Regions from separate parts of the Zea mays genome. Here region 1 is linked to region 2. Evidence: chromatin contacts called from public Hi-C data. All regions are on one chromosome and are shown on one strand. Each heading gives the region's core, a stretch centred on a gene start, on an enhancer-like site or on the middle of the called end of the contact. The rest is flanking DNA. Distances are from core to core; before and after follow the strand shown. Region 1 holds the start of LOC100280783. Region 2 holds the start of LOC103633078 (30S ribosomal protein S31, mitochondrial-like).

The links. A called contact is a pair of places that touch in the nucleus more often than the background predicts.
Region 1: a contact with region 2 is called in a Hi-C map of ear, with 5 times the contacts expected there. The contact joins the promoter of LOC100280783 here to the promoter of LOC103633078 in region 2. A contact is called at or near these places in 10 of 25 Hi-C or Micro-C datasets (bundle sheath, ear, leaf and 3 more).

What each region holds. Positions count from the first base shown.
Region 1 is chr7:148,931,550-148,936,919 of Zm-B73-REFERENCE-NAM-5.0, forward strand. It overlaps LOC100280783, which reads left to right and starts at 4,077. Exons shown (of 5, transcript NM_001153705.1): 1 at 4,077-4,318; 2 at 4,454-4,584; 3 at 4,704-4,794; 4 at 4,908-5,026; 5 at 5,142-5,370. The coding sequence starts at 4,197. The coding sequence ends at 4,983.
Region 2 is chr7:148,563,056-148,568,285 of Zm-B73-REFERENCE-NAM-5.0, forward strand. LOC103633078 (30S ribosomal protein S31, mitochondrial-like) reads right to left here and starts at 1,557. Exons shown (of 1, transcript NM_001369259.1): 1 at 912-1,557. The coding sequence starts at 1,468. The coding sequence ends at 1,202. LOC103633079 reads right to left here. Exons shown (of 14, transcript XM_008654759.4): 11 at 4,985-5,101; 12 at 4,072-4,899; 13 at 3,568-3,869; 14 at 2,814-3,464. The coding sequence ends at 3,152. It also overlaps the pseudogene LOC103633077.

The DNA of each region.
Region 1 (5,370 bases), core at 2,827-5,326, 370 kb after region 2:
TCGTCAAGGCTGTGGCCATCATCGGAGCAATCGGAGAGGCAGTAGTCACATGCGGTCATGAAGTCTCGCATGGCACTGGGATTGCCGAGCCCGGAGAAATCCCAACCAAAGTCGGGCTTGTCTTCTTCCTCGGAACCCGGGGGCCCATAGGTCAAGACGGCCGTCAGTCGGTCCCAGGTTGACCACATATGGTACCCCGGAAGGTTAGGATATGCCTTTATGAAAGCGCTCACCGAAGCGGGGTCGCTTGGTGGATCGAAGCTGAATCTAAAAGGCACAAGGTGGAAAACGGACGGTACCTCTCGATCGACGGACGGTGACGAAGTCGCGTCGGGGACAGACTGCATCGTTATCTTAGGTACGAGGCTAATGCCCAGCAAGTCCTTCGCGAGTGTGCTGGCGTCATCTGTCCGCTTGGGGTCGGCACGTTGCGGGGAAACGACACTCGCCGTCGTCTCAGGCGCGAGGTCAACGCCCGACATGTCCCCCGCTAGGGTGCCGGCGTCGTCGACTCGCTCGACAGCCGACGATATGTCGCCTCCTGCTTGGCCACGGTTGCCCCACCTCCTCCTCTTGTGGCGAGGAAGGCGGCGGGACAAACCCGGATGCTGCTCCTCCGCCACGGGGGCCGTCGTTGTCGCTGCCGCGCTGCGGGGGAAGGAGTACCATGTCGTAGCTGCCGTCGAGGGACATGAACTCGAGACTCCCAAAATGGAGCAGCGTCCCGGGCTGAAGAGGTTGTTGGAGACTACCCATCTGGAACTCAACGGGAAGTTGTTCGTCAACACGCAGCAGGCCCCTACCTGGCACGCCAACTGTCAGCGTTTCGACCCCATGGGGTCCCTGGACTGACGAGTAAAATTGTCGCTGTGTGCCCTAGCCCAGATGGGTTGGCGCGAGACGGAACACAAGGGGGGAAAACGCGGCTCGTGTTATCCCGCGCCAAGGGGGGATGCGCTTGCAGTAGGGGTTACAAGCGTTCGCGAGGGAGAGAGAGAGCCTGTTCGTCAGCCCGTCCTCCCGCGCGACCACCCTCTACCCTCCCGCATGAGGGCCCTGGACCTTCCTTTTATAGATGCAAGGAGAGGGTCCAGGTGTACAATGGGGGTGTAGCTATGCGCTAACGTGTCCGGCAGAGAGGTGCCGGAGCCCTATGTACATGCCAACGTGGCTATCGGAGAGGTGCTAGAGCCCTGTGTACGCGGTGTCGTGGCCGTCGAAGGAGCGCTTGAGCCCTGTAGAAGCACAACTGTCGGGGCTGCTGGGACCTTGCTGACGTCTCCTTGCTTCCGTAGGGGGCTGAGAACCGCCGTCGTCATGGACGCACGCGGGAAGCCATCATTACTTGTTACCGGGGCGAGCCTGGATGGGACACCATTCTTATTCCCCTATAGCCTGAGCTAGCTAGGGGTAGGGTAATGATGTATCCCCTGTGGCGCGGTCGGTTCGAGCCCAAGGTCGGGCGAGGCGGAGACTCCTCCTGAGGGCGAGGTCGGGCGAGGACGCGATTCCTCCCGAGGTCGGGGTCGAGGCCGAGCCCTATGGTCGGGCGAGGCGGAGACCACCTTCCGAGGCCGAGCCCTGAGGTCGGGCGAGGCGGAGACCTCCTCCTGAGGCCGAGGCCCAAGGTCGGGCGAGGCGGAGCCTCCTGTTGCGCCTGAGGCAGGACTTAGCTGTTGTCAGCCTCACCCTGGTGGGTGGCACAGCAGTCGGAGAGGGGCGAGCGGCGTTGTTTTCCTGTCAGGTCGATCAGTGGAAGGGCGAAGTGACTGCGGTCACTTCGACCTTGCCGACTGAGGCACGTGTGTTAGGATAAGGCATCAGACGATCCTTGCATTGAATGCGCCTGCGATATGGTCGGTTGGTGAGGCGATTTGGCCAAGGTTGCTTCATAACGAAACCTACCCGAGCTGGACTTCGGGCGAGTCGAGGGTGCGCCCGTTGCTTGAGGAGGCCCTCGGGCGATGCGTGAATTCGCCTGGACTACTGTTCCCGCCCGAGGCTGGGCTCGGGCGAGGCGAGATCACGTCCCTTGAGTAGACGAAGCCTTGACCTGAATTGCGCACATCAGTCTCTGCAGCTTGTGCTGATGGTGGTTACCAGCCGTGTTTAGGAGCGTTGGGGTACCTCTAATTACGGTACCCGACACCGTAGCATTAAATTGAGCATTTAGTATTGACTATTATTGAATATTAATATGGTCTAGTCCCACATTAATTCAACGGAATTACATATTGCTTTAAATAATTGATATGAGGACACGAATACTTAATTAATACCAATACATAAAGTGATTTGGAGGACTTGTTGCTATGAAAATGATGCAAGATTTCAGTCATTTTTTTAGTCGGATAAAACTAAGCATCAGTCTGAGTTATCGAGTAGTACTATTAGTAATACTTTGTAGGAAGACATCAAGTAAGTAGCAATTTGTAATGCCCGACTACTCTAGGCCAGTCGACACGTTTCATGCCACTGAGGGCGCGAACGCGCTGGTCAAACGTTGGTTTGTCGAGTACAGTTTGCAGTCAAAACATGGTTTGCATCAAAAGGCCCTACAAAAGTGGAGTTTAACCCAACCCATGGCCACCGCCACCAACTCCGAGGTTAATCCTCTGCCGGCGGCAGCGGGAGGCGCGAACAATCGCACACCGCCGCGCGTGTAGTCTCGGTCTCGGGGAGGCGCGAGCGCAAACAAATGAGCAGCCGCCACCCCGCACACGCTGCCCTCCCAGCAGGGGCACGACACCGGGCGCGCGCCAGGACAGGAGGCACGGCGGAAAACCACGCGGACTCACTGCTTGCTCGTCTCGTCTCGTACCGGCCATCCCATCCATCGTCCCAGTCGCGCGCTTCGCTTGCGACAGGGCACGGTCACGTAGGCCGGCAACCCGGTGCATCGAACTATACCGCCGGCCGGTCCTGCGCGCGGAGCACGATGCTCGTGTCCCGCGAGCAGCAGTGCGCCCTTTGCCGGACACGGCGGCGGCGAGGCCTCGGCGCTGTCGAGCCAGGGCCCGGCACCGCGGGGACCAGCGGCTGCGAGACATGGCGGGCAGGGCCAGGGGAGGAGGAAGCCGAGTTGGCTTCGTGCGGTGCGGGCACGTTGCTGCTGCTGCTGCTGGCGTCCTGCGTGGTCTGCGTGACTGCGTGCATGCACATACTACGCGACTCGGGTCTTCAGCGTAAAATCAGTGTCACGGAGGGGAGGGAACATGCACGTAGCCACTTGTGGGACGGGGCGGCTGTCCCCTACCCCCCTCGCCAGAATCCGGATCTACTGTGGCAGTTCCCATCCCATTCCCATGCATGCCCCAACTACCATGCGCTCCTTTGGCAGCAGCAGCAGCCCATGTGTGGTGGAACTCTACGTACTGATTGGCATTGACAGCTACAGTGCTTGAAGAACGAACGAAGACGCTTTGAAGGATTCTTGTTCGTGGCCGCCATTCAGATTATATTTTCAAAGCAACGAGGTTCTACTGATAGTCTCCCGCTGCAGTCTCCACTAAAATCTACGTATACTAGTACCTGCCAATAATACTAGCCGCCAATCGTGCAGACTGTAAGAGTTCTAATATATATTTGAGTACTATCGCCATAAGATGACCCACTAAGCAGCGCCTGAGCATTGAGCGCTGACCACAGCAATGACGGCACACTAGATTGCGGCCCAGGCAGCCACGATGGCACGCTAGCGAGGCAGGAGACCAGGGCGTCCACCTGGCAGCACCCGGTCGGCCCCACGAACGACACCGTGCCAGGGTTCCAGCCGACCGGCTGCGGTGCCTTGCCCGCACCCAGGCAGCCCAACCGCCGGCGCTCCCGCCAGGCTCCGCAGCCGTCCGGCTGTCCCCGGCCCAACGACTCAACCGGAAACCGGATCCTCTGCAACCACAGTCACGCTGCCTGCCGCCGCCGTGCCGTATCTTCCTGGCTGGCACGAGCACGATGCCGACTGCTCCGTGCTCCCTTCACAGAGGATCTCGTGCTCAGGCATCCTGTTTCCTGTGAACCGCCGCCACACCAACGGTATATATATACCCACGGGGGCAGCACAGAGTTGTAGCTCCATCAGTTTCAGTTCCACCCTCACGCTTCATTCACGATTAGCTGAGCTCCACCTCAAAGTCCTCGGCTTGTCTCCGTCCTTCAGCCGACCTCCATCGGTCGTCCACACAGGCCGCGATCGCATCATGGCGGGCTACGGCGACGACGGCGTGGACCTCACGGAGCTGACGCTGGGACCACCCGGCGTCAATGCGCGCAAGGCGAGACGAGCGAGGAAGAACGGCCAGCAGCCGTCGTCGTCCGCCATGTACGTTAGCTCTCCTTGCATTGGTAGCTGACCGCCGGTCGCGTGCATGTTGACTGGTGTGGGTGTCATGCTCATGCACGTGGGTTTCTGTTCTGTTCTGTTGTGTCTGTCTGACCGGCTGCTGGTTGCGGGCAGGACGATGCAAGCGTTCGTGAAGGTGAGCATGGACGGGACGCCGTACCTGAGGAAGGTGGACGTGGCGGCGTACGACGACTACGGCGAGCTCGTGGAGGCGCTCAACGAGTTGTTCTGCTGCTGCTCCATCGGTAAGCCCCTCCTGGCCTCCTGCAACAAGACGGTGTGTGTCAGTGTGTGTGTGTGTTATAAGCCACGGGAAGAACTGAAGGTGAGTTCGTTGCGCTTTCTGTAATTCTGTTTGGTGCAGGGCTGATGGACGGCTACGGCGAGTGGGAGCACGCCGTGGTGTACGAGGACGGCGACGGCGACTGGATGCTCGTCGGCGACGTGCCGTGGGAGTAAGCGCCCTCGCCGAACTGCGCTGCCACTGTACATTGGACGATTAGTTGGAGCAGCAAAGACGCATGGTAGGTTTTCTAACAAACGGCAAATGCCCGTGCCTGGTCTGCAGGATGTTCGTGTCCTCGTGCAAGCGGATGCGGGTGATGCGATCGTGCGAGGCGAGAGGGCTGAGCTCCAACGCCTGACAGGCATGCATGCCGGCGCCGCACTGGGAACAGAATGACGGAGGCAGGTGACCAGAAACACGCTGTTTCTACTCTGCATGATGCATTGATAGATGCCGTTGTTGCTTTCAGCTGTGTCTCCGTTCTTTCTTCCTCTCTGACAGCCAGTTTGGTTTCAGATTTGAACGTACGTGCAGCAGAGGCGTCATCCGGACAAGACTTGCACTGCTGCACATATATAGCTCAAGTGGCGAGAGGGAAGCTGGCGAATGTGACGACGACGCAATTCTGGACACGATTCCAGCACACGATTCCAACAACAACGTACGATCTCCTCACGTACTACATGAGCTGCGCCTGCGCTGCGGGGATGCAGTTGACTTCCCTAACATCCAAACATTTCAGTTC
Region 2 (5,230 bases), core at 307-2,806:
AACCAAAACAGCCACATAAGTGATAAGTCATAAACTCATAAGTCATAACAGCCATATAGTTCAAATTGGAAAACAGATAGCAACAAAATATAGTTCAAACTTGAAAGGAAATAAGCTCCATTAGATAGCTAAGCTGCTGCTGCAGCTAGATAGATACTAAATAGTAGATACCCTAAATATCTCCCAAATCAAGATCATCCATTGCATTTTCTCTCAAATCAAGAAAATATGTTGTGTAATGGGCCTTTGGGCTGTTTGGGCTGAACTGGGGCACAAGTCGGCCGATTTGCCAGACCAAGTCGACTAGTCGACTGAGAATTTCCAGTCGTTGACAAGTCGCCCGACTTGCCAGAGAAGTCGAGCCGGCTCCCCAAGTCGAGCTCCCAGGACCGACTGGACGACTAGTCGCCGACTAGTCGCCGACTTGAAAACAGGGAGTCCAGCTACTTGAGGGGGGCAGAGAATGAATGTTTCAGTGGAAGAAAGTATATATATTTATAAACCCTTGCATCCCAGCTCCGATTGGATGAGTTATGGGATTCAGTGCGAGCAAATACAAAAAAAATAAGAAAATTTGGGACGCTTTGAAGAACAGCAGAAGGGAAATAAGTGAGAAGACTTGGGGAGAAAGAGGATTTCGTTTTCCTTGGATAGTAACCCTGTAACACATGATATACAAATAAGATGTTCATTCGGCAAGTTATAAATTTACAAAGAAATTATAGTTCAGGCACATGTACCTTGAAATTCAAAACACCTATAATTTGGATTTTGTCATCTTAGAAATATATACTTCTCAGTTTTTGTCATTTCATTATGCATGGCATGTGGCTGAACTAAGTGAAGACAGTAGAACAACAAAGAGAGAATCCAATCTAAATCTGATATCCTTCAACAAAGAGAGAACATCATTAACTGCTGATGGATAAAGAACAAATTCATTTTCCAGTTATGCATACAATAACAAAATGATGGGAAGAAACATATTTCACTTCCATCCAAAAGGATATTGCATGGGTCAAAGTTGAACTACAGCAGTTCGACAGTACATATCTAACACCACACAATTGAGAAACAAGTTAAAACAAAGCAAACACACGCCCATGCAGGGTTGCAGCTAATTGGAAACGGCCAAGTAGCAGCAACTGTTGCAGTAAACCCTAGGTGCCCTCGCGAACCGAGGGGGGAGGGAGTCTCCAACTCAGATAAGCTTGAAGGGGAGGGGCCAGGGTGTGGAGCGGGGCACCTCGACGCGGTCCTTGATGCGCTCAATCTTCTTCTCCCGCTTGGGCCGTGCGTTGCCGAAGGAGCCCTTGAACCGCTTCCCGCGCTTGGTTTTCTTGTCCCCGCGCCCGCACGTCACTGCCTCCGCTTCCGCCGTAGATGCCGCCGCCAGGATGCGTACTGGTGGGCGCGCCGGCGCCAGGCGCCGCACGAACGTGGCCGCAGCCGCCAACCGCATTGCCATGTCGCTAAAGTTTGGAGTGCCGCCGCCTCCTCCTCCTTCAGATCACCCGATTGACCATGGAGGAGACGAGGGAGAGAAGTGAAAGTGAGGAAGAGGGTTACAGCTTGCAAGGCCCAAGACAAATTTACTAAAGCCCATTCAAAACAAATTAAGCAAGGCCCAACGAAAGTAGCAGGCACTTTCACGGTTTCACCCCACCGCCACACCCGAGAATATTTGTGTTTATGCACATCTAACGTTTACTCCTTGCTAAAATGTTCATATGTGTCTATGACTCATGACGACCCGTTTGTTTGAGTTTTTTTTTCAGATTCTGGCAAAAAAAAAACTATTGCGGACTGCCAAACGCCTCAGCTTTTCAGCTCGCTTCTATAAAAAGTTATTTTAGTAAAAACCGTTCAAAATCAACACGAACACAGAATCGGTCGAGTCGTCACAATAATAGGAATCCATCGTTTTCTAGATCCTGAACCATTTGGACCACTTCATTTTCCTCCGCACGTAATCCCCACGATAATCAGATCCTTCGCGCAGCCAGATTCTCAGAAAACCTGATCAGAAAAAGTTGAAACAAACAGGCCACGCCTCGTCGTCGATACTCGACCAGTCGACCTCGTTCCTCGTTCCCTCCTCCTTGTCGTGTTGAATCGTCTCCTAGAAAACTATAGTATGCATTTGAATATCAAGATTACTCTATTTTTGACTATTCAACTATGGCTTGAGTTTGAGTGCGACTATTGAACTCAAAACCTAGAAATATTTGGTCATTGAACTATTAAAACCATCAAACATAACTGATTTTAATAGTTGGGTGGGTAAAAGTTTTGTTTTCGAGTTTGATGACCAAAATCAGACTCGAGAGATGGTTTGATGGCCAAAAATATATTCTTCTATTTTTACATCAAGGTGAAAGTGTTTTTCAAAATCATGCTTATAAACTAAGCACTTGGTGCAAACCATATAAACCAACATGTTGTTGGAGGTGAGAGTGTGTATTTGAAAATATACCAGAGGTGGAAGGATCGTTTTGAAACATGATGCTTGGTGGGAGGGTTGTTTTAAAATAATTCTATGACTGCTTGCACGTTTTGCACTAAGTGTTTGGTTTGCACATGATACATTCCTCTCTTGAAGTGAGCTAGAAATGTCTTTTGAGTCGTTTAGAAGTGTTTGAATTTAGTTGATAATGAGTTTCTTAACGGGGTTAAAACAAGTTGAATATTCATCATTTTTAGTTTAAAATCGTAATAGAAGTTTTTGAGTTAGTTTGATCATATATTTGCATATGATGCACCTCTTACAAAGCGAGAAGGTAGGGACTGAGCTCTCAACAACAGAAAATCAATTAGTTGGCATTCATAGCATCTGATTTACTTAAGCAAAAAATATGGTATATTAGATATACATTTGATGCAAAAAAATCAGATCAGCAATACATCATACTGTTTGGTGCAAAGATTTGGCATCTCATGTCGGTTCATTTTAACAGTTCCACAATGCAAAATCCATCACATGTACATCTACATAATAAGTGATACGAAATATACAGGGGCATCAGTGAAAATCAATGCTCGTATGGGTGACTGACAAGAGGTCTCCTCTACTATGTATTTCATCATGGCATTGTTTGTTGTCCCATGCAACTATCAACCATCATAATCATAATTTGTCTCGATGCTTGCTTTAGGAGTTAGCACTAACCCAGCTGAAAGGTCTTCGGATAGCTCGTTGGTTCAATGTGAAGCTTAACCCAAACATTTCCTTGATGGCTTGCCCCTTCTCCAGATGTTCTACCAATTTTATGACAAGAGCGGCACTTTCCCTCACATGTTCCATGTCAGTCTGTGTCCAGATGCGGCGAGATAGTTGCAGCCTTCGTTGTTTAGAATTCAGATCAATTCCCCATTTGCTATAAAGGCTCTCTCTTTCTAGAAGATGGAGTCTCCTCAGCATTTGCTTGTAGAGCATGTCTCTTTCATGCCGAAGATTTCTCAAGCTAGCAAGAATAAGGATGTACACTATTGGTTTTCACAGAAAGAGCTAAAAATTTGCCGATATGAGTAACTTAAGGAATACATATGAACTGTGACAAAACTTACCTTGATGTAACAGTAACATTAGGCTCACATCCGGCAATGAAAGAACTGTGAATGAAGGACAATCTTCTGTGCTCCACTTCCAAATAAATATTGTCTGCTTTGACTCCTTTGAAGAGGAGGAAGAAATATGTTCTGTGTACTATAGAGACATTGCATTCATGCCATAACTCAATGATTTCTTTCTGTTTTTTCTCAAAATTAATAGGCCACCGTGAAGGGGAGTCAATATTGGCCACAAATATATCTTTGTCAATATTTTTTGCATGTTTCATGTCCAAGATTTCTGCAGTAACGTTGTCCTGCTTAAAAAATATATGCAGTCATCAGAATTAGCTTGATGAACTAAAAAAATGACACATTAGGAAAGTCGTTTGTGTTTAATCGTTTGTATATAGGTAAATACCATTGATTACTTGTGTAATGGAAAATTTGAGGTCTTAAATTGACTAGGTGTCACAAGCTAAACCGATGGAGAGACCACTTCGATAAGGAATCTACTTGTACCTGATTGCCCTCTAGTTGGGATGTACAATAGTCTTCTTGCTTCTCTTTAACCTTTGTGATGCAGCTGAATTTATTGTTGGCATATCCATCTTCTTCATTGCAAGTGTTTTTGTCTATAACCATGTCAGATGCAACTTTTCCAGAGACCACAGGGCAGTCTAATGTAAGATCATTTTGACAATGACCATTTTCAGAGTACATGCTCCTCCTAACCTTCTCTAGCCTTCTGTGAGGATATTTTAAAATGTCACCTGGTGGTGTCATTCTCATATCCGCTGAATCATCAAACCAACTATTCGGAATGACCATGAAGCTAGCTCTGCAACTTCTGCTTCTAGTTAGTACACTGTCTCTGGAGCTTATCACACACCTCTTCAGGACTAAAGATTCGTCATTATTTGTTTTTTCAGTATCAGAAGATGGCTCAGAATCACATGTGTACAGTTTGATGGCACCCTCTGATGTGTATGTTATGTTTTCACCATGTTTTTCTTCGTCAGACCGACTCCTCCTAAACTCATTTATTTTGATGCACTGGACTTCCTTGCAATGCTCCTTAGGGACCTCTGGTGAAGTCTCCCTATTTGGTTGGTACATCTGTGTTCTATTAGAAATATGGTTTCTTGGTTGATGCAAACTAGACATTGGGTGTTCGTCTACTTTTTGGTGATACACATCATGATGATAATCATTATAGACATGTGACACATCAAATCCTTTGGAGCCTAGATCATCTTGTTCTTCATAAACATCACTGTAAGTATCAAAAGAAAGTGTGTCTTCAGACGCACTACATGGAAGGGACTCTGAAGACCTGTTCGATTGATCCTGTCAGAAGGAGACCAATTAGTATGTTATTAAGAAGATTGTTGCATGGTTTTATAATGGTGTGCAGCAACAAGAGAATAGATACCCATTGCCTTGTTGCATGATCATTGAAATTTCCATCACTTGTAACTCTACGAAAATTGTCAAGTTGAGACTGAACGGTGTCTTTCTGCTCCATTAATTCCTTCAACTGTCCTTCTAGCTGAAAGTCCACAACAATTCTATTTTTCATAGGAAGGACAACATTCTTTGTTGAAAATGAACAAAGAATATAGAAACACATGTTATGAATGTGAACACAAAAGGCAAAGGACTTGTTGAAAGTAACAAC